Linked DNA regions of Arachis hypogaea: region 1 is linked to region 2. A link is a contact called in public Hi-C data. All regions are on one chromosome and are shown on one strand. The core of a region is the stretch at or near the end of the contact, and the rest is flanking DNA. Distances in the headings are between cores, read along the strand shown.

Evidence for each region. A called contact is a pair of places that touch in the nucleus more often than the background predicts.
Region 1: a Hi-C map of an unstated tissue shows a contact between it and region 2, with 4 times the contacts expected there. The contact joins the promoter of LOC112716120 here to the promoter of LOC112716119 in region 2. A contact is called at or near these places in 2 of 8 Hi-C or Micro-C datasets (leaf and an unstated tissue).

The regions. Positions count from the first base shown.
Region 1 is chr10:100,391,296-100,396,211 of arahy.Tifrunner.gnm2.J5K5, reverse strand. It overlaps LOC112716120, which reads right to left and starts at 1,849. Exons shown (of 12, transcript XM_072205188.1): 1 at 1,385-1,849; 2 at 1-16. The coding sequence starts at 7. All of the region lies in intron 3 of LOC112716128, which reads right to left.
Region 2 is chr10:100,203,678-100,208,680 of arahy.Tifrunner.gnm2.J5K5, reverse strand. It overlaps LOC112716119 (DNA repair protein RAD51 homolog 3), which reads left to right and starts at 2,877. Exons shown (of 11, transcript XM_025767973.3): 1 at 2,877-3,182; 2 at 4,166-4,211; 3 at 4,767-4,946. The coding sequence starts at 4,835.

The DNA.
Region 1 (4,916 bases), core at 600-3,099, 190 kb before region 2:
TAGACATCGCAACTAACTAAAAAACAAACAAGCACTGGTCACTGGCTCTGTGGCTCACATGAATTATGAGCAAGGTTCTGAAAACCGGACTGGTCATCAAACCGTTCTAGTCACTGGTTTACTGGTCCAACCGGTCCAACCGTGGTTCAACCGGAAAAACCGTTCCATGATAAAATAATAAATAAATTATAAATAAACATCATAAAATATCTTTCAAATTTAAAACCCTATACAAACTATCAGTCTATCACCAACTAAATGTAATTAATTAATCATCAAAATATGCAAAATTAACATCATTATACTTCCATTAAAAATAACTGGATTGAATTGCAATGCACAAGTTAAAGATAGACAATATTGCCTTAAGTAATTGAGTCAAAAAGTAAAACAAAACAGGCCCTTTTAGTTCTTTTATGCTTGTAGGCTTTCAATAATACAATCATTACCATACAGAGGAACTTTCTTGAAGGAATTTATGGCAACCAAAATAGGCCCTGCTTTTGTCTGAATTGTACAAGATATGATTAACAAGGTTAAATATTGTAGTTAATCAGACCAAAAAAGAACATTTCCCAGTTGTCTCACTGAGTACAGCCAAATGGCACAAACATCACTGTGTACTAGCATAATTCTAGATCAGACTCAGTTCCAGAAGATGTTATTATCTTCACCAGCTCCCAATTCCCATTTGAAAGTTGAAGCCAACACTGAACCTTTTGAAATAACGAACTTCAGAAGTAAGGGAAAGAAATAGAAAATTCTAAACTATCCATGTCTTACTAATAATGAGAACAGAAAAACTCAATCTCTTGAACTCAATAATTACATCAGTTATCCAACTAAATAATTGCATCACAGTTATCATAAACTGATTTCAAAGCCTAGAAGCAGAGTGAAATTAAAAACATGAAGCATATAATAAATCAAAAGATCACCAATTGCAATTTTTTAATAAGAACAGAAGTTAAGAACAATGAAAAATGAAGAAAGATTAACATTTTTCAACCCAAATTTAACAAAGCTCATCACAATGATTAACAACAACAAAAACACTGTAGGAACAGTGAATCAGTAACATGGGCAGTGCAAATTTAAAATTTAAAAGTTATCAATTTAAAATCTATCATCAAATACAATCAGTGAGCAAAGCCAATCAACCAAGCACTGACTGAGCATTCTGTTATGATTCTGTTACTGGGAAGCAACAAATTCAAGTTACAGCAACATATTTAACAAATCTTAGTAAAGTCCCGATTTACAGCAACATTTAGATCAGCAACAAGGCAAATTTATTGATTAGCAATTCAGCAACATGCACAAATACAGGGAGAAGGGAAATTTGGAAAAGAGAGAACAGGGAAGCGATGGTTCAGGGACTCACCAACCGTTGACGCCGAGTCGGCAACCACCCCACAGAAGGCGACGAAGCAAGAGACAACCCCACGAGTTGCTTCTGCCGCCGGCGACGAGACAGACGAACCACGAGATGCCAGTGACCGAGACGAGACTCGAGTGACACTGGGAGGCAGAATCGAGCAGAGACAACCACGGACAACGAGCAGCAACCAACGCGCACAGGTCGAGCACCCACTGGCGGAGGAAGGCGCGAGCAGCCGAGCACAGAGGAGAGAGACGAGATGCGAGCACACGACGCGGAGGATCCCGAGAGAGAACCGAGACCACGAAGACGGTAGTTCTTGAGTCGTCGGACGGCGGCAGTAGACCCTCACTCCGACAGACGGCGACAACGATTGGTGGAGGCTGCTAGGGTTTGCTTTCTTTGGTGGAGGCTAGGGCATTTGCTGGAAGGAGTTGGAGAAGGGGGATAAGTGGATAACGCGTGCAATCTTTTCCTTCACGAAAGGAAACGACGTCGTTTTTGTAAACCGGCCGGCTTCTGGTCCGGTCAGCCGACCGGTTACCGGCCAGCGGTTCTCGAATGGTTTTAGATTGTGCGGTTTTGCACATTGGATCGGATCTTTTCTTTGCCGGTCCGGTTGAACCGGTTTGACCGGTCAATCCGATCCAGTTTTCAAAACATTGGTTATGACATGAGTTTAGTTTTGAGAATGCAACACTCCACTTCATTTCCTATTATAAATTGCTCCGGTAACCTTAGCAACATGGAGGTTAAAATTATATAAAGAAGAAAATATCATATCGGTGCTCCACATATTCTAATTTTGGTCAAATTGATTTTTGTTATTGACAAAATAATCTTTGAATGATTTTAAAATTTGACAAGCATATTCGTAAACTCATCAGAGTGCAATTCTAACGAAAATAATGCTAAAGTGGCCGTTGTATTTTCCTGTTATGATAATCTTATTAATGTACATATATAGGTGGAATTTTTAATTAATTAATCAAATTCTATCTGAACAATCCATATCCTAACCTTAATCTCCCTCCCCAATGCACTCTCACACTTTCTCACTTTAAAATGAACCAAAACGGCGTCTCAACCTTTCCACTCTCACAGAGTCGCTGTCGCTAACACTGTGTGGTCACGCGTCTCCTTGCGGGGTCTACTACATCTGCCAACTCATGTGTTGTTCGTCACCGGTCTGTGCTTCGCGGTGGCTCGTTTCTCTCCTTGCGGTCAAATATAAGAACAGACACACGTAGTAGTGGTGTCTCACATCAGCCTCGTCTCCGCGCCTCTCGCCCATAATTGTGTCTCATTTTCCTACCGCTAGTCGCTAATCACAACTGCTCGCTGCTCATACAATATAAACAAGATAAGATACGTTTTCCGTTGAACATATCACGTTTGCACACGTGGTACATGAGAGATGATGCACTACACATATCTCGTTTACAGTATAAATGAGATACGTAAAAAATTATATCATTTACACTCTAAACGAGATAGACTACGAGAAATTTTGACTAGTTATAAAAGGATCTATAAGTATTAGTCTTCTCCACAAACATTTCACTTCTTCTTCTCCACTCTTTTAATAAATCTAGTAAAAGTATCTAGTTGTAGTGGATATATTGTTGTATGTATGTATCCCAATTATCATATGAAAAACAATGACAATGAAGTTGTTTTTGAGTGTGATAGTCCTTTTCTTTTGCGCACTTAGAGACTAAGTTCTTTGTCTGAGTTACAGAGTCTGATATTTTACGAGTCTCAGTGCTAATGGGACAAAGGAGATTGGAAAAGTTAGATATAGGTTGTTAGCACCGATGAAAAATCGAGTATTTTAATTTTGTATTTTTTGACTCGATGGTCATGAGCATGTGCGCCTGATGTTTGATATCTACGGGAAAATCATGGCCGAATAAGTGATGAAACTTTCTGTGGAGGTTAGTGATATTGGTAGTGGTGGTTCTAGGCCTCGAATTTTCTCTAAGATGACCCACCTTTTGCATCACTCCCTTTGCACCGTGCTAGTCCTATAGTACACATGGACATGGACAGTGAGAAGTCGGATGAAGAGTATGTTGCGGATAGCAACAAAAATGGTTCTTCTGAGAATGATGATGAGCAGAAGTTTGTACCAGAGACTCCTATCGGTGATGGTTCTCATGGATGATAAGGTAAGTTGATTATTTTTCATGATTTTATTAAGTAATGCTAGGCCAAGTTTATAAATATTTTTTGTTCATATTTTAAAGAATAACAAGTAACGAGCAAAGATGGTCTGCGAGTGCTGTTGCAAGATCACAGAAACTTGGAAGATAACTGCACGATGAATATGGTATATAGAGAATTTTTTGAAAACTTATAATGAAAATGTAATAATGAAATCTCTTAATTAAATTTATTAATTTATTAACATTTATTACTATCAATTAAAAAAATTGACAAATGTTTAGTGCTAATGGGTAATGTATTCTTATTGTACATTTATAGCTTGAGAATATTAAAATTATCGTAAAAATTCGTATTATTTTATTCTCCTGATAAATAATTTTATAATTACGTTAATCATATACAATTTAACATTGATATAATATTGTTTCAAGTATATATTTTGCAGGCATCAAAGAATAGTGTTGAATTGTTATTCAGTGGGTTTAAATTATTTATTGTTTATTAGAGAACTTTCTGTATTAGAATTCTGTAATAATTTGTTGTTAATTTTGAGCTGATTTTGATATGTTCTTAGTTCACAGTAAACCAATATATAAAAATTTGTTAGTGGATTTAAGTATTATTAGATTATTTATGATCACATTTAGTATATATGTCTGATTTATTGAAGAAAGTAGATTACTAAAACCGATTAATAACTATTTTAGAGCTAATTTAATTAACACTAGATAAAAAAAACAAACAATGCATAATATGTTATTTTTTTATTAATCAAATTATTATAATTCAAATTAATTTTAACAAAATAACTTAAAATTATAATTTTAATCTTATCACGTGCATGGTACAGGTAATTACACTTGTTAATACATATAAAGAGGAAAATATAAAATCTGTATTCGAAATATTCTAATTCTGATTTGATGATATTTGATTTTTGCTATTGACAAAATAATTTTTACATAATTTTAAAATTTGAACAACCGTATTCGTAAATTCGTCGAAACGCAACTCTAACGGAAATAATGCTAAAGTGGCCAATGTATTTTACTCTTATGACAATCTTATTAATGTATATATTTATAGGTGGAATTTTTAATTAATTAATCAAATTTCATCTGAACAATCCAAACCCCTAACCTTAACCTCCTTCTCCAACACATTCTCACACTCTCTCACACTAAAATGAACCAAAACGGTGTCTCAATCTTTCCACTCTCATAGAGTCGCTGTCGCTAACATCGTGTGGTTCTCCTTGCGGGATCCACTGCATCTACCAACTCCTGTGTCGGTTGTCGCCAGTTTGTGTTTCGCGGTGGCTCGCTTCTCTCTCTGTGGTCAAGCATAAGAACTAACACACACAGCA
Region 2 (5,003 bases), core at 1,628-4,127:
GGTCAAGAATACGACTTCCGATACTAAAACCTGACTCAGATGTCAGGGTAAAAATAGAAATGACTAATATATTTCTAGTCATGCAAGAGAAAACATGATACCTCAAAGTTTTTTCTCTCCACCACCTCAATATATCAAATCCATTAAAATCTTCTGCCACTTCATCTTCCAAATACATATCCATCTCATTCTTTTTACGCTCACTTAGCTTTATCTTTTGTATTTGTTTCCATTTATTTGCTCATAGAGTCTTCAATCATAATGTTATCATTATCACTTGTGTCTAAACTAGGATTTGGTGTAGTATCAGAAGAAAAATTAATATCTATCTCTTGCACCATGCGCGGATCAGAAAAGATCCGAATTCCATATGCTATATTGCTAAAATAATTTAGCAATGATATCCTTCAATTTTCAAAAAATTCTTAAAGACTTTTCACCTTTCATCATACATTTTCGACAAAGTAAACTAAATATATTCTAATTTATATTGGGGATAAGAAAAATAACAACAAGCAATAAATAATTTAAAGATGACTTATTGACTTTGTCACTTAAAATGATCCCAAACAATAAAAAAAAATCTATTAACTTTTTTTTATCTGGCTGGACTTGTGTGTCTATTCCTAAAATAGGAACATCACTTGAGGTTAAATTAGTAACTAGTTCTCCTCCTCTTAGCTTGTTGATTCAGAAGGTGTTGATGTATCAATACTTTGATAGTTTAATGTTATTTTACGTATAGAAAAATAAAAAGTTATTATTTCTGCCAAAAACACATTTGAGTTAATCAAATATATATTATCCAAATATAATTATATTTATTCGATGCAGTTTTAATGTTCATTAGAGAAACCAAAAACACATAATTAAGTTCACCAAAGATATAAATTTCTTTGAGAGCACTTAAAATTTTTCTAATAATGTCAATTCTTCCAAGTTGCATGGTTATTATTGTAAAGAGAGTCCTTAATAATACAATCTCCCGCTATAATGTTAATATTGTTTAAAATAAATCGAAAATAGATATGATATACTTGATTTTTTTTTATCATTTTACATCTAAATATAATTTTAATTACAATTACCAAACAAAATTATTTTCTTCAAATTATATTTTATAACAGAGTATTTAAGAACAAATTACATTTACATTGTCAGTTTAATTTAATCAAATTAAACTTAATTCTACAAAATTAAGTTAACACTAATATTTCTTTATAAATGTTAATCCAAGCACACTTAATGTTGGTAGTGGTATTGGAATTGACATGTTTTTTCACGGTAATGATGGTCAAACAAGGAATTTGCAAACTATATACGATAATCTTGACGGGAAAATGGTCCATTATTATTCATGAACGGAGGTCTTACCCTATGTCATAAAATTGATTAAGTTTGGTTATTATTATGTGCCAAGAAAATCAAGGTAATTAAATTATAGAACAAGTAATATAATTTGAAAACAAATTATTTGTCAAAATTGTATGTTTAAAATTTAATCGAACAGGGAAGGTGTTTGAACATATTTGGTGGTTTTGGTAGCGAATGCAAAAAGTTTAAACTTATGTATTTGCATACATATACATATATAATTGGTAGATTAGTTACATTCAAATTAGAAATTTGTTGTGATGCAATTTGTATATATATATATATATAGTTGGTGTCTTGGTTTATATTCACACTAAAATTTTGTGTGTTCACATGCATATGTAGTGGTCAATTTAGTCATATTAATTGCCTTAATTGCCTATATAACGGCTAAGGTTCCATACTTTATATGAACCCCTATTCCACTGTGTAGCTAATCAAGTTTTAGAACTATATATTTTATATATATTTTGTATACTAAATTTATTTGTTGGCCTTTTTCTAGTCAGAGAAAATTTGTGTTACTATTTTGTATAAAAGGCTGTTACTCTCATAAAGACCAAAAATCATTTTTCATAAAAATTATGAGACAGAAGATAACATGTGTCCTCATCTTAATTTTAGTTTATTCTAATCGGTTCTTTTACATAAAAAAAAATAGATTAATCTTACACTATTCATAGAATTGGTTTATTTGGTTCATTCTAACTAATTTTTTTATTTTTACAAAAACAAAACAGATTCTTGGACTAACTGCAAAGTTGATTGACTGTAAGAAGGACCAAATGAATCAAGTTGTAGTTGTTAGTCATCACGATCGTATGTTTGGTCAGCATCAATGGCAAGCACCGAGAACAAAGCTAGTGACATGGAGGGATAATATTTTGAATGTGTTCAATACAATTCAGGCTAACAAGGTAACCGAAGATGGGTCCTAGGCAGTCCAAGGCTTGGTGGTTCGCCGAAGAGGTTTTTTTTTTGGATTTGTCTTATCTAGATTTAATCTAAGTTTGTTTTTCTTGTTCTTAACTAGTGAGAGCAAAAGGTTGTAATTTGTTCTGTTACAAATATACAATATTTATCGTAGAGTATGGTTCTAAAAATTGAACCAGACCAACTGGTTGAATTGATTCAACCGAAATCTAGTAATAAAAACAATACAATCTATTATTTATAACTGCTAAAAAAAATGTTTTAAAAATTGTTGAACCGACCAATAACCGATCGGTTGGATCGAATCAGTAGCTAATTGGTTCGAACAAAATGATGTCGTTTTGTTTATTCGAAAAAAAAAAACAAGCAGAACCAATATTTTAAAAACCGGATCAAATTAGTCGGTTCGATCAGTCTAACTGTGAACCAATAGTATCACGGTCTGATTTGTCTCTTAAAATCGTTTCTCTAAAAACTGGAGGAAAACCGTCGAACCGGCGGTTTCCAGCCAGTTGAATGGGACAGAGAACCGACCGGTTTAAAAGAAACGGCGTCGTTTTTGCCAAATTTGCTTACTTTCACTCTTGGTTCTGAGCTCCTTCGTTTCTTTCTCCCTTTCTCCCTCCCTTTCTTTCGTTCACAGAAACTCAGCCAAAAAACCCCAGCACTGTAAGCCTACACCACCGCCGCCGCAAGGAGTGGCATACTGCCGCCGTCCGTCCGTCTATCTAGCTTCCCTCGTGCTCAAGTCTTCAACCCCCGTTCGCTGTCACCGATCGCAGCTGCTTCCTCGAGCTCGGCGTCCATCGTCTTTGTCTGCTCAGCCGCGCTTCCGCCGCCGTTAGTTGCCGTCGAACTGCTCTCTTGTCGCCGCCGTGAGTTCCCTAAACCCACCACCAGACAATACACTCGCACAACACCAATACTCTGCTTCAAACTCTGCAACTTCTTATTTCTATTACAATAAGTAACTATTTGATTTGGCAGTGGTTTGGATTTTTTTCATAGACTGAATTAAAGTATACAATAGTTATGTTCTCTTCTCTATCACATTGATACTAAGCTTTGATTTCTCTTATTTCGTTTCAAGTTTACCGCACTCAACATGTTTGATGAAATGCTTTAACCATATTTCGGGTTGGTTTTATCATTTCTAGCTTTTAGAAACTTAGTAAGTTGATTGCATGTGAAATTAGAATAATTGGATCTTAGTAATTAGGAAATTTTAGCTGCACAAATAACATCTTTGTAGAAAACATATTAGCATGATGATTCCACTTGCATTAGTGTTCTTCTGGTAAATTTTAACTGTTAGTGTGAACTTGTTAAATTGTTGGGCTGCTGTTGTTTTAATTTGCTAAATTGTTAGGTTTCTGTGATTTAATTTGTTGGATTTTCTATTTAGGTCTTGTTCTTGTTTATTTGCTAAATTGTTGTTGTGTATTTATTGTTGTCTTTGAGATTCTTGCTGGATATTGGTGATCATTGATTTATTATATGCTTCATGTTTTCATTGTTTTCTTCTTCTGAAGGAAAAAAAATTCTGTTTTCATTGTTCTGTTGATTGTTTGTTTTGTTTCATAAATTAATTTTTTGTGATCAATGCTCAAACTCTAAATGCTGTTCTGTTGGTTTTGCAGTGTTTGTTGTGTTTCAGAAATCAATTTTTTGTTATCAATGCTCAAACTCTGAATGTTGTTCTTCTGTTTTTGTTTTGTTTCATAAATCAATATTTTGTGATCAATGCTCAAACTCTGAATGTTGTTCTAAGGCTGTGTTTAGAAGAGGTGATTGATTTCTTAGTGTTGTTTTGTTTTTGTTTTAAAGCTGTGTGTTGTGTTCAATTTTCATTTTGTAGGAAATTCTTTGAGGTATATAAGAATTAAGAAGGAAGACTTTTAATGGTATTATTCTGTTGATTCTGGTAGTTCTTTGAGTTAAGGCTTTGTATGTGTGTGTGAGAACATGTGTAATGTTGAATGCTATTGCATCTAATAAGAGTTCTTGGAATACCCTTATCTTTGGTCATTTGTAATTTATTTATTATTTTATTCTAAAACGGTTTTTCCGGTTGAACCATCGGTTGGACTGGTTGAACCAATGAACCAGTGAACCAGTGACTAAAGTGGTTTAATGACTGGTCCGATTTTCAGAACATTGGATATGGCAGACACACATGTCGAACAAGTGTCGATGCGTGTCTCGTGTCTGACGTGTTTTCAACACATGACACACGGACACTCAACTCAACGAAGGATTCATGCTTCATATGTTTTTATATTTCAAATTAAACACGGTTATTAACTTATTATGAGAATTAATTTAAAAATTGGCCACTTTTAATCCAATTTGTAAACATAAAAATTAAAATTGTGAAATAAATTAAAATTATTTATTTTTATTTGTTTCAAACTATAACAAAAATAATTCCATTTTTAAATGAATTCCGATTCTTGTAGTTCCAAACATTCTCTACTAAGTACTAACCAGTCAAGAGTGAAGAAGATGAAAGATAGTTAAGAGAGATATGGAGGTGGGAATGCTTCCAATATCAGCTTCGAAGAGAGGGAAGCTCTTGGCAGCTGGCTACACTTCACTCCGTTCCATTTCCCGTGCTTCCGCTTCACAACTTGCCACAGGTTAACCTTTCGATCTTTTTTTTTTTTTGCTTTTTCGATTCCCTCTTTTCCCTGCAT